2 separate regions of the Gossypium raimondii genome follow, and region 2 is linked to region 1. A link is a contact called in public Hi-C data. All regions are on one chromosome and are shown on one strand. Each heading gives the region's core, a stretch centred on a gene start, on an enhancer-like site or on the middle of the called end of the contact. The rest is flanking DNA. Distances are from core to core; before and after follow the strand shown. Region 1 holds the start of LOC105804139 (protein NETWORKED 2D). Region 2 holds the start of LOC105804126 (rhamnogalacturonate lyase B).

Region 1 (3,111 bases), core at 547-3,046:
CAAGGCTTGAGATCCTTTTGAGTTGAAATAATTAAAAAAGCAATAGTTGAAGGCCTCCCTCCTCCCTCCTCCTTATTTCTCTTCTTTTGACCATTCATGCATGCAGCCCATAATTTCACATTATTCTTCAAACTTGGAGGTTGATGCTAACAATTGCCTATCTATCATCCTTTTCTACTTCAACTTATAAACCTCCTTTTCTTTATATATAATTTCACTTCCTCCTATTTAAATTATTATTCCTAAAATATACATCATACGGTCTCATGGAAGGATACACGAATTCAAAGTGCGAACCGTGTAAAGTATGGATAATAGTGAGCATCATTACACAACTAGATAAAAAATTACTTATATTATAAAAATTAAAATTAATCATAAAATATAAATAAAGAATACAAATTTATTTTATTTGAATATAAATATATTTATTTAATTTGTGAACAACTAAATAATTTTAAATAATAACTAAATTAAATTAAAAAATCCAACTCAACATTACAATTTAAGTCAATCTTTTACTTTTTAGATTTTTCTGTTTAGAGCTACCCACGATGAATTTCACAATAGTTATGATTTCTATCTAGATTTGTCTAAAGATTGAGTAGTAGTCGGGTTAGGTTTAAACAATAATTTTGTATCATACACCAGTTCCAATTTAATTGCAAAATATATAAAATATTAATTAAAAATATTTTTTTAATCTTTTATTTTTTTAACAGTAAAATGAGAGTTTTGAATGGGTCAGCCCAAAAATAGGTCCGGGCTAGAGCCGGGCCCATGGACAGCCCTAGCTGTCTCGAGGATTGAATTTTTTTTTCCTTCATTTGGTCAAAATCCAGCAAATGCATCTTAAATGACATATGGCTGCAGACGGCCAAAATAATGGTTAAACAAATATAAAATATATATTTCTAAAAATGGGTTCCCCCCCCCCCACCAAAAAAAAAAAAAACCTTTTTCTATGAGCACTCTATAATAAAGCATCCTTTTGTTCTTTATTTGGTTAAAATGTGCTATAAGTCCCTGTACTTTTCTAAAATTAGGAATTCAGTCCCTGTACTTTCATTTCATGAAATTTAGGTCCAATTGTTAACAATGTTAAATTTTTTTATTAAATTAGTTACTATGATAATTTTTACATAAAAATAAAAAGCCTAAATTCCATGAAATAAAAATATGAATACTAAATTCTAATTTCGAAAACTATCAACAATTTTTTATTTTACTGTTTAGTACTTTAGATGAGATTCCAAGTCGGTTGTTGGACTGACACATTAACTTTGCTTATGATAACTTTTCTTTATAAAGAAAAACTCGAAATAAAGTTGTGAAATAAATATTTTATATAAAAATTTAGAATTATGGATGAAAATTGAAAGAAAGTACATGAGGGTGAGATTTATATTTTTAATTGTTGTAATTGAGACAATAATAATATTATTAATAATATATGAAAATTAGAATTAAAACACCCTAATTTAAAAGTTTATTTATTTAGTGAAAAAAGAAAAAGAAACAGTTTTAAAAACTGAAGTGGGTTTTGTTTTGGTAAATAAATAAATTACTGGAAAAAATGAAATAAAACTTAATTATTGTCATTTTTAGAAAATGAAAAGCATAAATCAAAAGTAAATTAGTGAAATGGCAAGTGCAGAAGCAAAAAAAAGTGAGTACACGTGGAGACAGGTCAGTGGGTGAAACTTTTGAACTGTTTTTCTTTGATGTGCATTGGCATGGCAGTGCCGTTTTCATGGTTTATTTTAATAGGACGGAACAAAATATTCGGGCGAAGATTGCTCCTCGCCATGATCCCTTAACAAAAACCAAAATATCTTTTCTTGTAGATTTCTTTGAATCGTCAAAATCTAAGATTTTCTTTCTTTTCTTTTCTCTTTCTTCGCTTATTCTTTAATGGTTTCCATGTCTTCGCTTTGTTCTATAATTTAGTTAAAAGAGAGTCTTGCATGCTTTTGGGGGTCTTCTTTTACATTTCCAAAGTTTCTTTATACATCTTTTCTACTTGTGTTTTTTTGTATTCCAAGATCCAAAAGGTTTTTAAGGGTTTGAAAATATGTTGCAAAGAGCTGCTAGCAATGCTTATTCATGGTGGTGGGCTAGCCATATTAGAACAAAACAGTCGAAATGGATGGAACAAAACCTTAAAGGTAATTCATCTGTTACTTGATATTTTTTTCATTAAATTGTTGTCGAAAGTATAATCATTTCTGGGTTTGGGCTGATATATTTGCTTTCCCCATTTTATTGGATTTTTAATTTATGAATGAAAGCTGGAATTTGGGTATGAGTTTCCAGTCTTTTTTCTAATAATCTTTTATATAAATAACACATTGTAAATGCAGATTGACAAATAGAGTTCGATTAACATAGTTGATCAATCCATTGTATTGAAACAAATAAAGGAAATCTAAGAAAAATAAAGAATCCATTAAACAAACTTACCTTTCTAAGCATTGCATTTGGCTTTGAGACACTCGAGCAATATCTGTATGACTGGAAAGCTGTCTAAGAAAACACAATGAATTGCAGATATTGAGGAAAAGGTATCCATTGTGATTAAACTCATTGACGAAGATGGAGATTCGTTTGCCAAGAGAGCAGAAATGTACTACAAAAAGAGGCCAGAATTGATTCAATTTGTGGAAGAATTTTACAAAGCTTACCGTGCCTTAGCCGAACGGTACGATCATATATCAACAGAGCTGCAAAATGCAAACAACACAATTGCTTCTGTTTGTCCGGAACAGGCTCAGTTTGCAATGGTTGATGACGAGGAATATGGCTCACCCAAATTCACAAAGTCTCCAGTAAACTATAAAGGCGATGTCCCCAAGGTTCCAGACCTTCCTGTCAAAGATTTGAAGAGTTTAATAACATCAGCCACGAAGAAAACGGAACCTAAGAAACCAACGAAAGTCACTACTGATGCGGTTCCTAAATCTGGTTTGACCAAGGCTGAGGGGCTTGAAGAGATTCATAAGCTTCAGAAACGAATCCTGGCATTGCAGACTGAAAAAGAGTTTGTTAAGGGCTCTTATGAGAGTGGACTAGCCAAGTACTGGGAAATAGAAGATGAGATAAAAGCATTGC
Region 2 (3,283 bases), core at 340-2,839, 380 kb after region 1:
ACTTTTGCATTCGTTCTAGTTAAAAAGGGGCATACCCTCTATTAGAGTTTGGGTTTCCACATTCAAGCACATTATCCATCCCCATATATTTTATTCCTGTCACATGACCAGATGGGTTCTCAATAGTGACTTCAATAAGTCCATTATCAATAACCACCTGAAAAACAAACAAAAAAGAAAAGAAAAGAAGTCCATTAGATAGTTAATAATATTTTGATATGAAGAAATAAAAGAATTAATAGAACCAGACATCCATGTTCGTTGCACCTAAAACAAAGTGAAAGCAAATTTTTATACTTTCTTACGTTGTGATGACTTATTTGCAACCGGACATGAGGGTTACAATCTCCAAGGTTCAGGATTTTTCTGCAAATCAAACATCCAAGAGTAGTATGTATTTAGTTTTTGTGACATGACTTATAGTTAGTACAGATGTTTAATTTGTCCATGAAAAGAAAAGAAAAACCAAAAATTTATGCTCCAAGAAATTTCCAAAGTAGAATACCAGCATTCTTCCACTAATTTCATGAGCAAACTTAATAGTACCCTCTTTAGTAGAAAATTTTGATACCAAAGACAGAAAAATAACAAGAAAAACCATGCAGTCATATGTTGATGTAAACAAATAAAAGCATTGCAGCAGAGAAAATGTGGAATTTCATTTTCTGGATGATTATTTATACTTTAGGATTGAATTAAAAAGTTTTCAATTTTTCGATCGAGAAAATGTGAAATTTCTAGGATACCAATCACCAACTCTTGTGAGTGGTTGCGGTCACGGGTCATAATTCAACCAACCCCTAACCCCCTGTGTTTGAGTTTATGTGTGAAAAAAGGCCATGGTGTCCCAAACCAATTGGCCTAAACAACTCGTGATATGTAGAGAGAGAAAATGGAAAGATGTGAACAAGGAAACAGTGAACTAGAAACAAAGAATATAAAGTCACAAGGAATTAGATTGCTTAAGGAATAATGACAAAAAATGCAACAGGGTATTCGGACTCATCGACTGTCATGAAAGTAATGCAATCTGTCGCTCTCTCTTTCTCTCACTCTTTTGGGTCTCCACTCTCTAGTACCATAAGCAGAGCAGGGGAAACATGCGGAGTAGAACAGGATAAAAAAATATGGGAGAATGAGGAAGAGCAAAGCAAGAACCTGACAGGGATTTCAGCAGAGCATGCAGAGTAAAAGAGTGACAATTCAACTATCATTAGTAGCCATAGAACAAGCTGTCCCAAATGGCTCCTGTGTGCCACCTTCTCCATCCAGTATTCTTGATGGACTGGAGAGCTGTAAATCGAAAAATACATAACAAAACCATAAAACGCTTTAGAGTTTCAGATGATTTATGATACCCTTAATGCTTTGACAACTCTCAATGGAACACCAGAAATGGGAAGTGGAAGTGGAAGTGGAAGTGGAAGCGGAAGGGGTTACCAGATTCACCATAGAAGGAAAAGAAATCCAATGAGCTTCACAATGTTAGAAGTTTTGAAACCAAATTGGAGATTTTTGTTTGTTTGTTTTTCTTTTTGGGTTGCAAAGTGTCTGGGGTATCGTTACAAAGATATAGAGGGGGAATCTTAATGGCCTTTTAGTAACGTGCACCAACCATAGTGGCCTTTATACAAGAAAGTCTTCTAATCACAAAACAACAACTCTTTGACTCTTTTAGTATTCACAGCTATTTACCATTCTTAATTTTATAGCTCCCTTTAACTAAAACTTATGCAAATGTTGTAAATGGAATTTATGATAATTTTAGTCTACAAGTAGTATTATTGAAAGTAAAATGTTATTAGAAAAGCCCAAGTTTGAGCTATATTTTATACGTGTATAAAGTTATGCTTGTTTATTTGAACACATAATTTAGAAAGAAAGAAAATCATTGGAAAGGGGCGTAAGATGACAGAAGAAACCTATTCTATTTAGTCCTAACTTAAAAATGTTTCTCCAATAAAATATTTTTAGTTTCTGAAAAATTAATTTATTTATAAATACTTTTATTCGAAAAATATTTTTTCCCTAAATTATTTTTGAGAAGTATTATCAAACTAAACCTTAAATGTAGACATAAGTGCTGCTGATAATAGATTTGTCAAAATCAAGAACAAATAACATGTCCTCGTGACCCAGACGCTTTTTAGAAACAAGGTCACCGAGAAAACAACATATTCACGTATTAAATGTACGTCAGGTGATGTATTTTTATATCTGATTAATTAAATATTTATCCGTTTAGTTTAATTTAAATTAAATGGATAAGTATTTATCTATATATTTTTATTTGTTTTAATTTTAATTTAAAAATTAATTATCACATTTTTAAATTACATAATTTGTCTATTATTTTCGAATAAATTTAAAAATAATTATTATCTTACATATTTAATTAGATAATTAGAAATTTTAAAATTTAGATGAATATTTAATTAGATAATTATATAATTAATTAAATTTAATTTATTTATATTTTTATCTATTTTGAATTTGAACTTTAACATAAATATTTTGAAAATGAATTATGGCATGTTTATGAATAAAAGGTATATTACTTGGAAGAGATAAATTAATAAAAAATTGTTTTCTCAAAGAGAATGGCAATTAAGTTTTTCTCCTTTTCTTTGTCATTTTAGCTATCAATCTATGTATATATTAGTAAAATATTGGGAACAATCGGTTTTGTATCAGACAACATAAAATTGTAAGAACTTTTACCGTATCTATATATATATTAGTAAAATATTTTCATAAATTTACTTATAATTTTAAAGTGAAATTCACAAATTCAAAAATTCATTGATTCTTTTTAATTCAAAATAACGATGAATTGATTTTTCTAGCATGCGTTAAAACTTTTATATAAACTACTTATTTTTCAATACATTTTAATTATTTTCACTATCATTATATGTTTTGAGTATTTATAAGATTTGACAACAAAAATTTACTTAGAGGAAAATATTATTTTCTTTTTATTACTATTTCTTTTTTATTTTAGAATTTTACTTGAAATAAAATAATATATATCTATTTATAAGATCAATTTTAAAATTAAATTTATTAAAAAATACATACAACCAAGCATATACATTATTAGGCAATAAAACTAATTTATATTATGGGTGAATATTTGGTACATCGACAATATATTTTTTTATTCTACAAGTAATCTTAAAAATTAACATGATTCTTTTTTTTTAAATATTAATTTTTAATATTTTACTATATCCCCTAACTTTGCTTTGCTTGAGGAGTCTAAAAACTCTACTGTTACTAT

The links. Hi-C and Micro-C count contacts between places; a contact is called where the count stands out from the background.
Region 2: a contact with region 1 is called in a Hi-C map of leaf, with 3 times the contacts expected there. The contact joins the promoter of LOC105804126 here to the promoter of LOC105804139 in region 1. A contact is called at or near these places in 2 of 2 Hi-C or Micro-C datasets (both in leaf).

Annotation. Positions count from the first base shown.
Region 1 is chr11:33,962,327-33,965,437 of ASM2569854v1, forward strand. LOC105804139 (protein NETWORKED 2D) reads left to right here and starts at 1,797. Exons shown (of 2, transcript XM_012636626.2): 1 at 1,797-2,168; 2 at 2,551-3,111. The coding sequence starts at 2,075.
Region 2 is chr11:34,343,902-34,347,184 of ASM2569854v1, forward strand. It overlaps LOC105804126 (rhamnogalacturonate lyase B), which reads right to left and starts at 1,590. Exons shown (of 17, transcript XM_012636617.2): 1 at 1,441-1,590; 2 at 1,159-1,293; 3 at 306-366; 4 at 36-157. The coding sequence starts at 1,268.